Regions from separate parts of the Mus musculus genome. Here all the other regions are linked to region 3. Evidence: chromatin contacts called from public ChIA-PET and HiChIP or PLAC-seq data. All regions are on one chromosome and are shown on one strand. Each heading gives the region's core, a stretch centred on a gene start, on an enhancer-like site or on the middle of the called end of the contact. The rest is flanking DNA. Distances are from core to core; before and after follow the strand shown.

What was found. ChIA-PET counts read pairs in DNA pulled down with a chosen protein or histone mark. HiChIP or PLAC-seq counts read pairs in DNA pulled down with a chosen protein or histone mark.
Region 1: an H3K27ac HiChIP or PLAC-seq map of regulatory T cell precursor shows a contact between it and region 3, with 5 times the contacts expected there. The contact joins the promoter of Smu1 here to the enhancer-like site in region 3. A contact is called at or near these places in 14 of 39 promoter capture datasets (the 3T3-L1 cell line, the C10 cell line, the HPC-7 cell line and 9 more), 1 of 484 Hi-C or Micro-C datasets (bone marrow-derived macrophages), 12 of 115 datasets of contacts at active chromatin or transcription factors (the SCID.adh cell line, bone marrow-derived macrophages, double positive thymocytes and 7 more) and 3 of 9 other capture datasets (adipose tissue, liver and pancreatic islet).
Region 2: an RNA polymerase II ChIA-PET map of memory CD8 T cells shows a contact between it and region 3, with 5 times the contacts expected there. The contact joins two enhancer-like sites. A contact is called at or near these places in 14 of 39 promoter capture datasets (the 3T3-L1 cell line, the C10 cell line, the HPC-7 cell line and 9 more), 2 of 15 datasets of contacts at CTCF or cohesin (embryonic stem cells and pro-B cells), 19 of 484 Hi-C or Micro-C datasets (CD4 T cells, CD8 T cells, the HL-1 cell line and 9 more), 22 of 115 datasets of contacts at active chromatin or transcription factors (CD8 T cells, the HPC-7 cell line, acute myeloid leukemia and 14 more) and 1 of 9 other capture datasets (embryonic stem cells).

What each region holds. Positions count from the first base shown.
Region 1 is chr4:40,754,729-40,759,280 of GRCm38.p6, forward strand. It overlaps Smu1 (smu-1 suppressor of mec-8 and unc-52 homolog (C. elegans)), which reads right to left and starts at 3,157. Exons shown (of 12, transcript NM_021535.4): 1 at 3,049-3,157; 2 at 899-1,109. The coding sequence starts at 3,074.
Region 2 is chr4:40,775,389-40,779,858 of GRCm38.p6, forward strand. Gm34213 (a long non-coding RNA gene) reads left to right here. Exons shown (of 3, transcript XR_390479.3): 3 at 1,140-1,388. It also overlaps the pseudogene Psenen-ps. Among named protein-coding and RNA genes, the nearest start is that of Gm34213, 4.6 kb to the left of the region's middle. Within about 2 kb of position 1,698, at least 65 of the 459 cell types and tissues checked have an H3K27ac peak or open chromatin away from gene starts, as enhancers often do. A contact at or near this core is called in CD8 T cells, bone marrow-derived macrophages, memory CD8 T cells and 1 more, where this site is marked.
Region 3 is chr4:40,875,051-40,879,088 of GRCm38.p6, forward strand. All of the region lies in intron 1 of Gm34289 (a long non-coding RNA gene), which reads left to right. Among named protein-coding and RNA genes, the nearest start is that of Gm34289, 4.7 kb to the left of the region's middle. Within about 2 kb of position 1,836, at least 208 of the 459 cell types and tissues checked have an H3K27ac peak or open chromatin away from gene starts, as enhancers often do. A contact at or near this core is called in CD8 T cells, the HPC-7 cell line, the SCID.adh cell line and 11 more, where this site is marked.

The sequences.
Region 1 (4,552 bases), core at 1,907-4,406, 120 kb before region 3:
GATCATCATTCAAATTCTTTCTTTTTATTGTTATTTTTTCTTGGTTTTGATTGTTTTGAGATAGGGTCTCACTACAATGCAGCTCTGGACTACCTGGAACTTACTATGTAGACTAGGCCGCCTTCTAAGTGCTGAGGTTAAAAGTTTGAATCATCATCTGTGTGTTATTTTATGTTATTTTATAATAATTAAGTCGATGTCTGTGCTAGGGTCAGAGCTTATAAAACCCTTAGAAACAAACAAACACAAACAAAAAAACAGAGAGAGAGAGAGGAGAAAAAATGCAAATGGACTAAATAAATATGCCCTGCCCCTGTATACCCCAACATAGTAGAGCCAGTACGTAAAGTAAGAGAAATCTATGTCAGACTTAGTGGTGTGTGTTAATTCCTGGTGGTCAGTGCCTGAACTGAATCACATGATATGATTTAATATTAGAATATTTTTTTCTCTCTCTCTTTTCTCTCTCTCTCTGTCTTTCTTTCTCTCTCCCTCCCTCCTTCCTTCCCTCCCTCCCTCCCTCCCTCCCTCCCTCCCTCCCTCCTTCCTTCCTTCCTTCCTTCCTTCCTTTCATACAAAGTCTACTCCTGGCTGGCCTGGAAAGCATTATGTATACCACCTGGCCTCAAGGCCATGCTCAGCTTTAAACTATTTCATTTAATGACTACCTAAAAGTAATCTCAGTTTCCCTGGGTCTGATCTTCAAAACCATACCAAGAAATAATTTCAGTTTGGGAAAAATCTTGAATCTTCCAAAAGGGAAGAAAGAAAGAAAGACCCTGCTGTGTCTTGACAGGTACATCTTACATGCAGTTAATCCCTAAGTGCTTAAGAGAGACTCACTGATGCTTCCCAATTAAGGGCCCGACCAAAACCGTCAACATCACCTCACTCTTACCTGTTCATAGAGATCAATAAGGGTTTTGTCTGGCAATTTCAGAGACTGTATAGCCTGTAAAACAGTATCCCAATGGCCACTATTAATATCAGCCACGAAACTTTCAATGCTGTCCACAGTATTCAGAGAGACAGTAGTTTCCTCCTGTAAGGTGGCCAGTGCCCGATGTAAACTGTTCTCCTTCAAGTACTGCATGATTAGTCGGATCACACTGAAAGAAAGAAAGAAAGTCATTTAGTCTGGAGATTGAAAGGAAGTTGGTAGCCATTATTATTCTGATCACTAGATCTACTGGACATTTGTGTGAAATACTTTAAACCTGAAATAGTTAATGACATTTTCCTTTTTAAATCAACTGGCCAGGCAGTAGTGGCACACTTCCTTAATCTCAGCATTCAGAAAGCAGAGGCAGGTGGATCTCTGAGGCCAGTCTGGTCTACAGAGTGAGTTCCAAGACAGCAAGGACGACACAGAGAAACCCTGCCTCAAAAAAACAAAATTAACAAATTGAGTCATCTAAAATGCTATAAAAAAATCTGGTCTGTTAAAAAATTGAGTTCTAGCATTCTGGAGGCAGAGAAAGAAAGGAAGGTGAATCTCTCTGAGTTTGAGGCCAGCCTGGTCTACAGAGTGAGTTCCAGGACAGCCAGGACCCTGTCTTAAAACAATAACAACAACAATAATAATAACAATAATAATATGAACATGCAGTTATTCCTCATATAGAAGGGTATTCAAGACTCAAAGATTGGTCGTTAAGGCTATTATTAGACCTCAGGGTAAAATATCCTTTGCAGTTCCTGTCCCGACTAACATTATCCAACACGTTTTGTCGCTGTTTTATTTTTCTACACAGGGACCATCTGTTACTGCGTCATATTTTATTTACTGTTTTTGTCTACTGTCTGCCTCCCGCAATCAAAGCATATATTCATTTAAAGACGATTTATAAAGCTGGGGGTTGGCACACGTCTTTAATTCCAGCACTCCGGAGGCAGAGGCAGGTGAATCTGAGTCTGAGACTCACCTGGTCTACAGAGTGAGTTCCAGGACAGCTACGGCTTCACAGAAAACCTTGTCTCAGAAGCAAAACCCAGGAAAAAAACGACTTACATATAACTGAGTTAAAAATATGTATCTCACCGGGCGTGGTGGTGCACGCCTTTAATCCCAGCACTTGGGAGGCAGAGGCAGGCAGATTTCTGAGTTCGAGGCCAGCCTGGTCTACAAAGTGAGTTCCAGGACAGCCAGAGCTATACAGAGAAACCCTGTCTCGGAAAAAAAAAAAAAAAAAAATATATATATATATATATATATATATATATATATATATATATATATCGCTATGAAGAGGCTCAGGCTGGACTCCAGGCCTTCCTACTTGCCCATTTAATACTGCGATCATAGACGTGCATACTTCACATCCAGCTTCAGTCTTAAAAATACATAGCAGGTTTCAGACTCCGCCGACTTAATTAATAAACCTTGCTTTTCTGCAGATCTTCAGAACATGCGTATCTCTCCCCTCCACTCAGAACACAGCTGTTTGCTAATTTCATAATTTAATTTTACTTTTCAAAAAATAAAAGGCGGTGGGTGGAGTCCTGGGGAGTCCAAGCAAGACTCTTCAGTCACTCACTCCCCGCCCACCTGGCTCCTCGTCGCCGTCCCCGCCTTCACTAAGTCTCATTCTTCTGACTCAATCAATATTCAAATTCTGTGTCCACAAAGAGGTTCTCTCTCTCTGCAAATTGCAAACCAAATCAATACACCACACTGGATCTAATCAGATAGGAGAAGCAGCAGAGTCTTTGGGGTAACTAGTGCTTGGACCAGAAGGAAGAGCTGAGGGACTGGCGGACACCCGGGCAGCGCCGAGGGCGGTGTGGCTAGCAGAGGAAACCACAGTAGTCAGGTCTACTCGGTGTGCCCCAGCACAGCCCGACGCCGGGGCCCAGGGGCTCCAGACGGCCCGCCCCACGGCTGCTCTCTCGCGGGCCCATCTAAAGAGGGAGCCAACCCGGAAAGTGCTTCGAGGCCGCAACCTCCGGCGCGCAGCTCCCCCTCCAACGTCCTCCGACCACCCTCCACTCCACCCCACGCCACGCCGCGAACACGCCACGCCGCGAACACGCCACGGCAGGACTCACTCGGAAGACTCGATTTCGATCGACATAGCGGTAACGCTCCGGGTCCAGGCCCCACTCAGCACACAGCCGGTCGCACAACGCCGCGCGACACTTCCGGCGGCCGCGCTGCGACACTTCCGCTCCGTTAGGGTCTAAAGGGCGAAGGAAGAACACGCCCAGGTGGGCGGGGCGTGAGGGGCGGGGCCTCGCGAAAGCGTGGCAGGACTACGAATGCCCATCGGTTTCGCGAACGTACACACAGGTGGAGTCTTTCTACAGCCTTGGCTGTCCCGCCCTCCTCTGCCTCCCTAATGCTAGGATTAAAAGTGTGCGCTATCGCGCTCAGATCCAGCTAAGAATTAAGTTGGAAAAAGCTGCGGTTACGGAGAAAGAAATGTAACCAAATGCGAAGTTATAACAGATCTGAGACTCCTTTCAATATAGAGTTTAAATCATACCTTACTGGTATGGCATGACAGAGCTGAGGACATAGCTCAGTGATCAGAGTGTTTACCTAGCAAGTCAGACGCCCTGGTTCAATCCCCACTAATAAAAAACCATACATAAATATTGATGAATTTTATAAATAAAGGCTAGGGAAAAGGTGGGATGGACATGCAGCTTATAGCTGGCTTCAAACTAATTATATAGTTGAAGATGCCCCTACTTTCCAAGGGCTAGAATTACAGATGGCATCACAGTGCTTATCTCCAATAAGAGCTATTTTAAAATTCTATTGACAAAGTACATATATATGTATACACTTATATATATATACATATTCATACATATACATATACATATATATACACACACACAACACAGTGGCATGTCTATCTTGTGAAATTACATATTGAGATAGTTTAGGGATTTCTAATGGCTCTTGTCTACCTTCCACACAATTTCTTTACAGTCTCCTTTTTTCCCCCCAGTGCTAGGTATCAAAACCAGAGCCTTTCAATATAGCCGCTCATATGCTGTTTATGTTTTCATTTTTACTTGATTTTTGTTTGTTTGTTTTGTTGTATTGTGTTTGGTTTTTGACACAGGATTTCTCTTTGTAGCCCTGACTGTCCTGGAACTTGTTCTGTAAGCCAGGCTGGCCTTGCTGCCTGCCTCTATTCCTGAGTGCTGGGACTAAAGGAGGGAAATTTTTAAAAAGAGTCGTTTGAAACTAAGTAGAGAAAATGACATATGCTACTGTTACAATGAATGGGATCTTCTAAGGTGCTTGGATTAAAGAGGTGTATCACCATGCCCAGCTCTTTCACGTTTCAAATCACCTATTTCCCATCAACTCTAAAGAACACAGTCTCAGCCAAGCAGTGGTGGCACACCCCTTTAATTCCAGCACGGTGGAGGCAGAGGCTGGAAGCTCTGTGAGTTCAAGGCCAGCCTGGTCTACAAAGTGAGTTTCAGGACAGCCAGAGAAACCCTATCTCAATAATAAGTATAATGACTTCTGAGATAGTCTCATTCAGAGCACAGCATAGGAATTTATTTCTTTCTTCTTTTCTCTCTCTCT
Region 2 (4,470 bases), core at 448-2,947, 100 kb before region 3:
CGCCAAACATAGCCTTTGATTTGGCTCTGCTCTGTGTAGGCTGGGGCGAGGAACGCCTCTCTGAAGAACCAGAAAATGTTGACTAACCAAAGAAAAGGCAGGAACGCAAATCCACCAAGATAGTACTTCCGGCACAGGTTCAACTTCTCCTCATTGGATACCCGCTCCAAGTTCATAGTTGCGCTGGAGCCCGGTGGTCCTAAGGGTCTGCAGAGCAAGACCCAAATGACAGGCGCAAGATCACGAGCAACCACGCCCCAGTGCGGTTTATCCCTTCTGCCTGGATTCCTTTGCGGGAGATTTGCGGGAGATGCCGCAGTTTTCAGTGGAGTTTGTTGTCGATTTTGTTTTTCTTCTCCTGCCCAGCCCCCCCACCCCCTCCGCTCCCCAGTGCCTATTCTTGGAGTTTGGTCCCTTCTATCTCTTTCTGCTAGTCCTATTTGTACCCTCTGATTACCTTCCTCCCATCGTCTGCCTTCCAGGAGGCTCTTGCTTCCGAAGGAACCTAACCAGTCACTATGCACCACTGCTTGCCTGTGAGCTGCAGCACTGAGAGCGGCTGAACTGGGAATTCCAGGGTGTGCTGTTAGGAGCTCTCATCATTCCTGAGAGTCAGGTGGTGGGGGTGCAGGCCTTTAATCCCAGTGCTCAGGAGTCAGAGGCAGGCAGGTCTCTGGGAGTTTGAGGCCAACCTGGTCTTGTGCTGTGAGTTCTAGGATAGCCAGGGCAACTGTCTGAAAAATTAAAAATGAAATAAGTTTTCTGAGGATCAAATGAATTATTATTACATGTAAAACATGTTAACCATATCTGGCACATCTAGCACTGAAAAAGAATGTGCCATAGTTATCATTTAAAGCTGTGGAGATAGCTCAGCACTTACAAGCACCCGTGGCTCTTCCAGAGGACCCAGGTGTGATTGCCAGCTCCCACATAGCAACTCGCAACCATCTGTAACCATCAGGCCTCAGGAGATCTGATGCCTCCGACCTCCTGGGCACCTACATTCATATCCACATGTCTAAGGGTTTTTGGTGCTATGAAGAGACACCATGACCATGGCAAACCTTATAAAGGAAAATATTTAATTGGGGCTGGCTTACAGGTTCGGAAGTTTAGTGTATTATTTGTCATAGCAGGAAGCATGCCAGCATGTGGACAGACATGGTGCTGGAGAGGTAGCTGAGAGTTCTACATCTGGATTAGCAGGCAGCAGCAAGAGACTGTGAGTCATGAGCCCAGCTTGAGCTTCTGAACCCTCAAAGCCCATCCCCCCGGGCACACTTCCTCCAACAAGACCACGCCTCCTAATCTTTTCAAATAAAGTCACACTCCCTATGAACATGTGAGAGCCATTTTCATTCAATTAACACACACCTGTACGTGGTTTTAAGACATAATTGTTTTCAATTTTTAAGATGCTGTCAAAGTCTTCCTGCAGTTTCTATTTCTTCTTCTTTTTTTTTGTTCGTTTGTTTGTTTTACGAGACAGGGTTTCTCTGTGTAGCCCTGACTGTCCTGGAACTCACTCTGTAGACCAGGCTGGCCTCGAACTCAGAAATCCACCTGCCTCTGCCTCCCAAGTGCTGGGATTAAAGGCATGTGCCACCACTGCCCGGCCTCAGTTTCTATTTCTTAACACAAAGAGGAAATGAGCACTGTAGGTTCAAACGAGGTCTAAACTGGTCAGTCTGGAGTAAGGGAACACTGTCCTTGTTAACAATCCCAGCTCTCACCAATGAGCTTGCACGCTGTTCCTGTGTCTGCAGGTGGTGGCTGGTTGGTCATCCCATGACCTTCTCCCTTGTCTTAGCCCCCCCTCCCCCAAAACACAATGTGTGGCCCACTGGCCCACTCAGCCTCTGTGATACTAAAGCCACATGAAAAGGTTCTTGCCACAGGCTGGGACTGGAATGTGAGGGTTGTTACCCCACCACTGACTTGCTGGCATTTGTGGCTTCCTGAGGCTTCCCTCTGCTATCCTTTGATCTGGGATCTGAACAAACAAAACCAGGGCACCCGAGCACAGCAGCTTCCTGTACTTTCTCTACAGGGATTTCCCAGAGCTGTCTTTTAAATGGCATCTTTGGCCCTCCTTTCCCAAATTATTTTCTTACAATCTCAAGGAGCTCTGGGGCACAAAATTAGTTCTCAGTCTACACATTTCAGATTTCTCCTTTTCCTTTGGCTAGATGAGGGGAGATTCTGCCCTCATTCCCACTATCCTGCCCAAAGTCTCCGTTTCTCCAATTGCCATGGTAGGTTTGGGGAAGTCCTCTGGCAAGCTCATTGTCAGCAGCAGTGGGGAGACACATAGTCCACGCCTATTGAGTTCTTCTGCAGCCTCAACTCAAATGAAACTGGGTTGGTTTTTTATGTGTTTTGTAAAGACTAGGATGTGTTTTGTAGAGTCAGGGATATGTTTTGTAGAGCGAGGAATGGTGCGGTGGGAGAGGATACCTCAGCAGGCCCATGGGTCTAGTATAGAATAGAGATTATTTGGGGACATGGGAAGGGGAGTTGAGAAGGGAGTAGAGGCAGAGAGAGGGAGGAGACAGAGAAGGAGAGGAGACAAAGGAGAGGGAGAAGGGGAGAGGGAGGGAGGGGGAAGAGAGAAGGTGTGGGAGGTAAGAGAGAAAAGAGAGTCAGAGAATCAGAGGGAGTGAAGGGAAGCCAAACTGTCCCTTTTATAGTGAGTCAGGCCTACCTGGCTGTTGCTAGGTAACTGTTGGGCAGAGCGTAGAAGGAATGCCAACAGTTTTGGTTGAGTTTTATTTTGTTGGATTGTTTTTGTTTGTTGGGTGGTTTGGTTTTTTACCGTAGAGATTTTCAGAATGAGTCAGTATGAAGCAAAGTTGGATTTATTAAAAAGAGATAAAAAATTAGGACAGTATGGACTTAAATCTGAAGTACAGGCAGAAAAAGAGATGGGGAGGGGGCTTGAGTCTCTCAAGCATAGCTAATACATGTGTCTTGTGGCTTTTTCCTTTATTGGAAACACCATCGTGTGTATCTCAGGCTGGACTCAAAATGCTATGGAACCACAGATAATGTTAAACTCCTCATCCCCCAGCCTCACCCTCCTCCTGAGTGCCGGAACTACAGAGAAGCTCTCCCACCCCGGGGCAGGCAGTGCTTGGGACTGAACCCAGACTGCATGCTAGGCAAGCCCTCTGGCAACTGAGCTGGATCCCCGGTCCAGTCTTGTAGCGTTTCAAGTTACATTTTTCTTTTTTTTTTTTTTTCTTTTCTTTTTAAAAAAGATTTATTTATTTATTTAATGTATATGAGTACACTGTAGCTGTACTAATGGTTCTGAGCCATCATGTGGTTGGGAATTTGAATTCAGGACCTCTGCTCACTCCGGTCAGCCCCACTCACTCTGGCCCAAAGATTTATTTATTATTATACATAAGTACACGGTAGCTGTCTTGAGACACACCAGAAGAGGGCGCCAGATCTCATTAGAGACCAGTCGCGCTCTTACCTGCTGAGCCATCGTTCCAGCCCCAAGTTACATTTTTCAAAGGATGTAATTTATAAGCAGGTTCAAAGATTAGGTAAAGCTTAAAATTTTAAGTGCCAAAGTGATGGCTCAGCTGGCAAAGATGCTTGCCACTTTCCTGACAATACTACTTCTATGCTTTGGGCTCACATGATGGAAGAAGGGAGGCTCCAGAGAGTTGCTCTCTGACCTCTGTGAGTACATGCACACACACACACACACACACACACACACACACACACACAAATACAAATTTCAGAAAATATTGAATTGCTGGGTGGGGGTGGGGGTGCATGCCTTTAATCCCAGCGCTCAGGAAGGCAGAGGCAGGAGGATGTCTGAAAGTCAGAGGCCAGCCTGGTCTACAGCATGAGTTGCAGGACAGCCAGAGCTACACAGAAACCCTGTCTTAAAAAATCAAAAAGAAGAGGAAAGAGAAAGGGGGCTAGGGGTGAGGTCGAGGAAGAGGAAGATGAAGAGGGAAGAAGGAAGAAGAAAAGGAGAAGGAGGAAGAGGAGGAGAAAATGTTTAAACACATTTTCTTATTTTTATTTTTTATTTTTTGTTTTTTTGAGACAGGGTTTCTCTGTGTAGCCCGGGCTGTCCTGGAACTCACTTTGTAGACCAGGCTGGCCTCAAACTCAGAAATCTGCCTGCCTCTGCCTCCCAAGTGCTGGGATTAAAGGCATGAGCCACCACGCCCGGTTTAGATACATTTTAAAATGTGCTAAGAGGAGAGAGCTGAGGAGGTGATGCTAATGATAAAATCTGACCATGCACTTACTCGTGGCATCTGCAGCCCATTTAGACCTCTCATCTATAAGACAAACTTGAAACAGAGTGTCTTGCCTGCTGTGCACAAGGAGCTGTATCGCCTATTACAGAATCAGTCTGCATGAGCTCCTGCTAGGTCCAATGAGCCAGCCGAAGACAAAGACATTAAAAGAGAAATTTGACACAGTCTC
Region 3 (4,038 bases), core at 586-3,085:
GACCACAAGAATATCACAAATAACATGATGGACAGAAGTAACCATGCAGGAAGTGAATGATTTTGGCTTTGAAAAGAGGGTTGGGCATCATGGCACAGACCTGTAATCCCCAGCACTTGGGAGGCTGAAGGCAGAAAGGTCACAAATTGGAGGCCAACTTGGTGCCGGGTGTGGTGACATTTATGTATTTGGTTTTATTGAGACAGGGTTTCTCTGTGCAGCCCTGGCTGTCCTGGCACTCACTCTGTAGACCAGGCTGGCCTCGAACTTAGACATCCACCTGCCTCTGCCTCTCAAGTGCTGGGATTAAAGGCGTGTGCCACCACACCACTCCAGGCCAATAGTGGCACCTATTTTTAATCCTAGCCTGTAGGAGACAAAGGCAGGCAGATTTCTGTAACTTCAAAGCTAGCCTGGTCTACATATGGAGATCTAGGCCAGCCAGGACTGCATAGTGAAACTCTGTCTTAGGAAGAGAAAGGAGAGAGAGAGAGAGAAAGAGAGAGAGAGAGAGAGAGAGAGAGAGAGAGAGAGAGAGAGAGAGAGAAAGGGAAGGGGTAAGAAGGGAAGGAAGAAGGGAGGGAGGAAGAGGTGGGCTGAAAAGATGGCACAATGGGTAAAACGCTTGCTTCATGAGCACAGCGCTTGTCTCCAGCTGGGGCATGGCATGTGTGTGTAACCTCAGAGCTGAAAGGCATGAGGTGGAGGCAAGATGGCCCCTTAGGGTTTTCTAGCCAGCCAGTGAGCCCAAAAGGCAAGCTCCAGGTTCAGTAAGAGACCCTGTCTCAAAAACCACAGTGGAGAACAATAGATGAAGGCATCACACGCACGCACGCACGCACGCACGCACGCACGCACGCACGCACGCACCGTCACAGGAACACCATCCTCAGAGTCTGCTGGACAAACACCCGGTGGGTGTGAAGCCAGACCTTGAAGCATCTGTGCAGCTATGCAGCCCTGCAGCTGTGAGTCTGTCCTGTGGAAGAACAAGCGAGGTTTCACAGAGTTCCGACTTGTCAGTAAACACACTGTCACGTACCCCACAGGATACCATCTGTCTCTCATACGCAGAAAACCACACGCACCTGTGAGAAGGCGGGTGCCATCTGTGCTGGAGCACAGAGACTGCGTTATGAAAGTTTAGAAACAGATTAGAGCAATTTCACTTGGAGGAGTTAGGGAGGTTTCGTGGGGACAGGTGATATTAGACTGGCTTTGGAGCAGGGTGTTGTTTCCCTATACACACAATGCTTTATTTTTTATTTTTATATTTTTACTGTCTTTCATTTGATTTTTATTTATTACTTTCAATTTGTTGGCCACATTTACTTATTTACACGCATGTGTGTACAAGTGTGGGCCTGCATAACACAATGCAGATGCTGAACTCAGAAGGCAACTGTGGGAATCGTTCTGTTTTCCTACCTTGTGAGTTCTAGAGATGGAACTCAAGTTGTCCAGCTTGGCATTCAGTGCCTTTACCCGCGCACCCATTTTAAACGTCCCCCTCCCAACTTTTTAAAAAAATCTACTTATTTTGCTGTGCTGGTAGTGGACCCTGGGACCTCACGAATGCTATCAAGTGTTCTTATAGCTAAGCTACGCTCACATGCACTCCCAATCTCACACCCATGGCAAACTGCAGAGGGAACCCTTTTCTTTTTCACTTGAGGTCACGTTCATGGGATTCTTTTTCCATATAACTCTCCAGTCAGACTATCAGAGACATCGTATGAGAAGAAAATCAATCTGCTATCCTAACACCTTAGGAGGTGTGTACAACCGAGACGTGTAGGAGATGTGAAAGATATGAGGAAGAAAGGGGTGGGAGGAGCCATGACGGTGGGGGCGGGGTGGAAGTGCTGATTGGAGTAACGAAGAATGTGGGCTGATGACTCTGGAAGGTTTGTGGATGGGGAACAGTGGGTGATGTGGCTAAGAAAGGGCGCTAAGGAGTTATCTGGAATCACATTTTTTGTTAAGGCTGAGGAATTTGGCCTCAGCCTGTGGGGAGAGAGAGGGGGGCTAACACAGCTGTGTTCAGGAAGCCATTCTGGCAATGGCATGTGGCACAGGCTGGACAACCAGCCAGACAACTGTCTCAGGCAACAAGGGACAAAGCCTGTGAGCAACTGCAGCCCTTGACAAAAACATCTGTTGAGCATTCGTCCCACCGCTTCAGTCAGAGCGGTCTTCTGACGGCCTCACAGTCTTGGCACTGTAGCTTCCTTGACAGCACAGGCTGTTTGCTGACTCTCCTGGGGCCTCCGGGCTGACATGATTCTTGGCAAGTGTTCATTATATATCAGCGAAATTGCTGACTAGGGCAGTGAAGGAAAAGGGCCGTGGGTGTACAGAGATCGGCGCAAATGTCTGGGATGGCATCCTGACTGGCAAAGACTTCTCCCCAGGCCTGAGTCTTGGTGTGACCATCGTGTGTATGGGGAAACACATGTGTGTGAAGGAGATATATGCGTCTTGATCTGGCTGCTTTTGAGTTGCCATCCTTCCGTATGGGTCAGAGAAGCACATCCCAGAGCTTTTTGAGTTTTTGGAGAGGCGGTTGTCTAATGGGAGACTGCACTGTGGACCGTCCTTGGTGCCTTAGGAAGTATGCTAAAAGCTCTTTCTGAGTTGCAACAGACAGAAAGCCAAACTGAGCTGGGGAGGGGGCGGGACTGGCTGTGTATTGTTTCCTGAGATAACATTTCTGGATAGCTACAATCAGAGATTCTAGCAGGGTCCTGCTCTCTTCCTTCTGTGAATGTCTCCTTCCCTCCACACTTCAGGCTTCTTGCAATGGCTTCACTGTGGGGCTGGAAACATGGCTGCCAGGAGCCTGGGCTTCCCATCAGAAATAAAGGGACAGAGGTAATTTCTCCCAGGAAAATCCAAAGATTAGGTGGAAGAGCCTATGGGAAGAGGTTGATCTGGCTTCTCCACAGCAACCAGGAATTAAAAACATCACCACCCAGCATCAAGCTCACTGGGATACCCAAAACAGAGCATTTCATTTTGAGATCATCTTTCTTCTCTCTTAACATAGACTGGAGAGTGACAAAGCTGGGGGTGGGGTGGACAATTAGGCCCCATCTTCATCTATTAAAAATGTAAGCAGCCAGTGGTATAATAGCCATTCTGGCAGCGATGCAGAAACGGTTGCTTCTAAACAGCTGGTGTCAGGACAGCGCGCATGCAACCTGTGAAAAACAAGTTATTTGGTGGAGGAGGTCAAGGGCTGAGAAGAGCTTCCTTTACTTTTGACTCAATAATCCCAGTCTTGAGAAACAGTGGAGAGTTCCAAACTAAACCCAGCTAGTACAGTGTGCAGGAGATTCTTGTACAACAGTGTTCCTCAGGTGAAAAATAAATAAAAATTAAAAATTAAAAAAAAAGAAGCTACACTTAAAATAGAAGCAATGAGAAAAACAGGGTTGCAATACTATTACCAGACAAGGTTAACACACACACACACACACACACACACACACATACACACACACACACACACGACCTAGAAAAGACAAAAAGACTTCATGATGAAAAAGGGTGAATGCTAAATGAAGTTCTGTCATAAATATCTATGCATGAAAAATATAGCATAAACTGACAATGACAGGAAAGGCAGGGAGTCGAGACCAGAAACACAACTGGGCATAGGAAGTTTATTTTCGTTGTATTTAGTTGTGTGTGTGTGTGTGTATGTGTGTGTGTCCCTGTGAGAGCAGGTGCCATGGAAGCCAGAGAGGTCAGACAGATTGTAGGCCACCCAGCCTGCACTAAGAATTGAACCTCGATCCTCCAGAACCAGGATCCTCTGGAGAGCGTTCACACTCTTAACTGCTGAGCCCCGTCTCTCCAACCCCAGAACTAGGGAGTTGTTTTGTTTTGTTGTTGTTGTTTTGGGGTTTTTGGGTTTTTTTGTTTTGTTTTGTTTTGTTTTTTTGTTTTGTTTTGTTTTTTCGAGACAGGGTTTCTCTGTATAGCCCTGGATGTCCTAGAACTCACTCTGTAGACCAGGCTGGCCTCAAACTC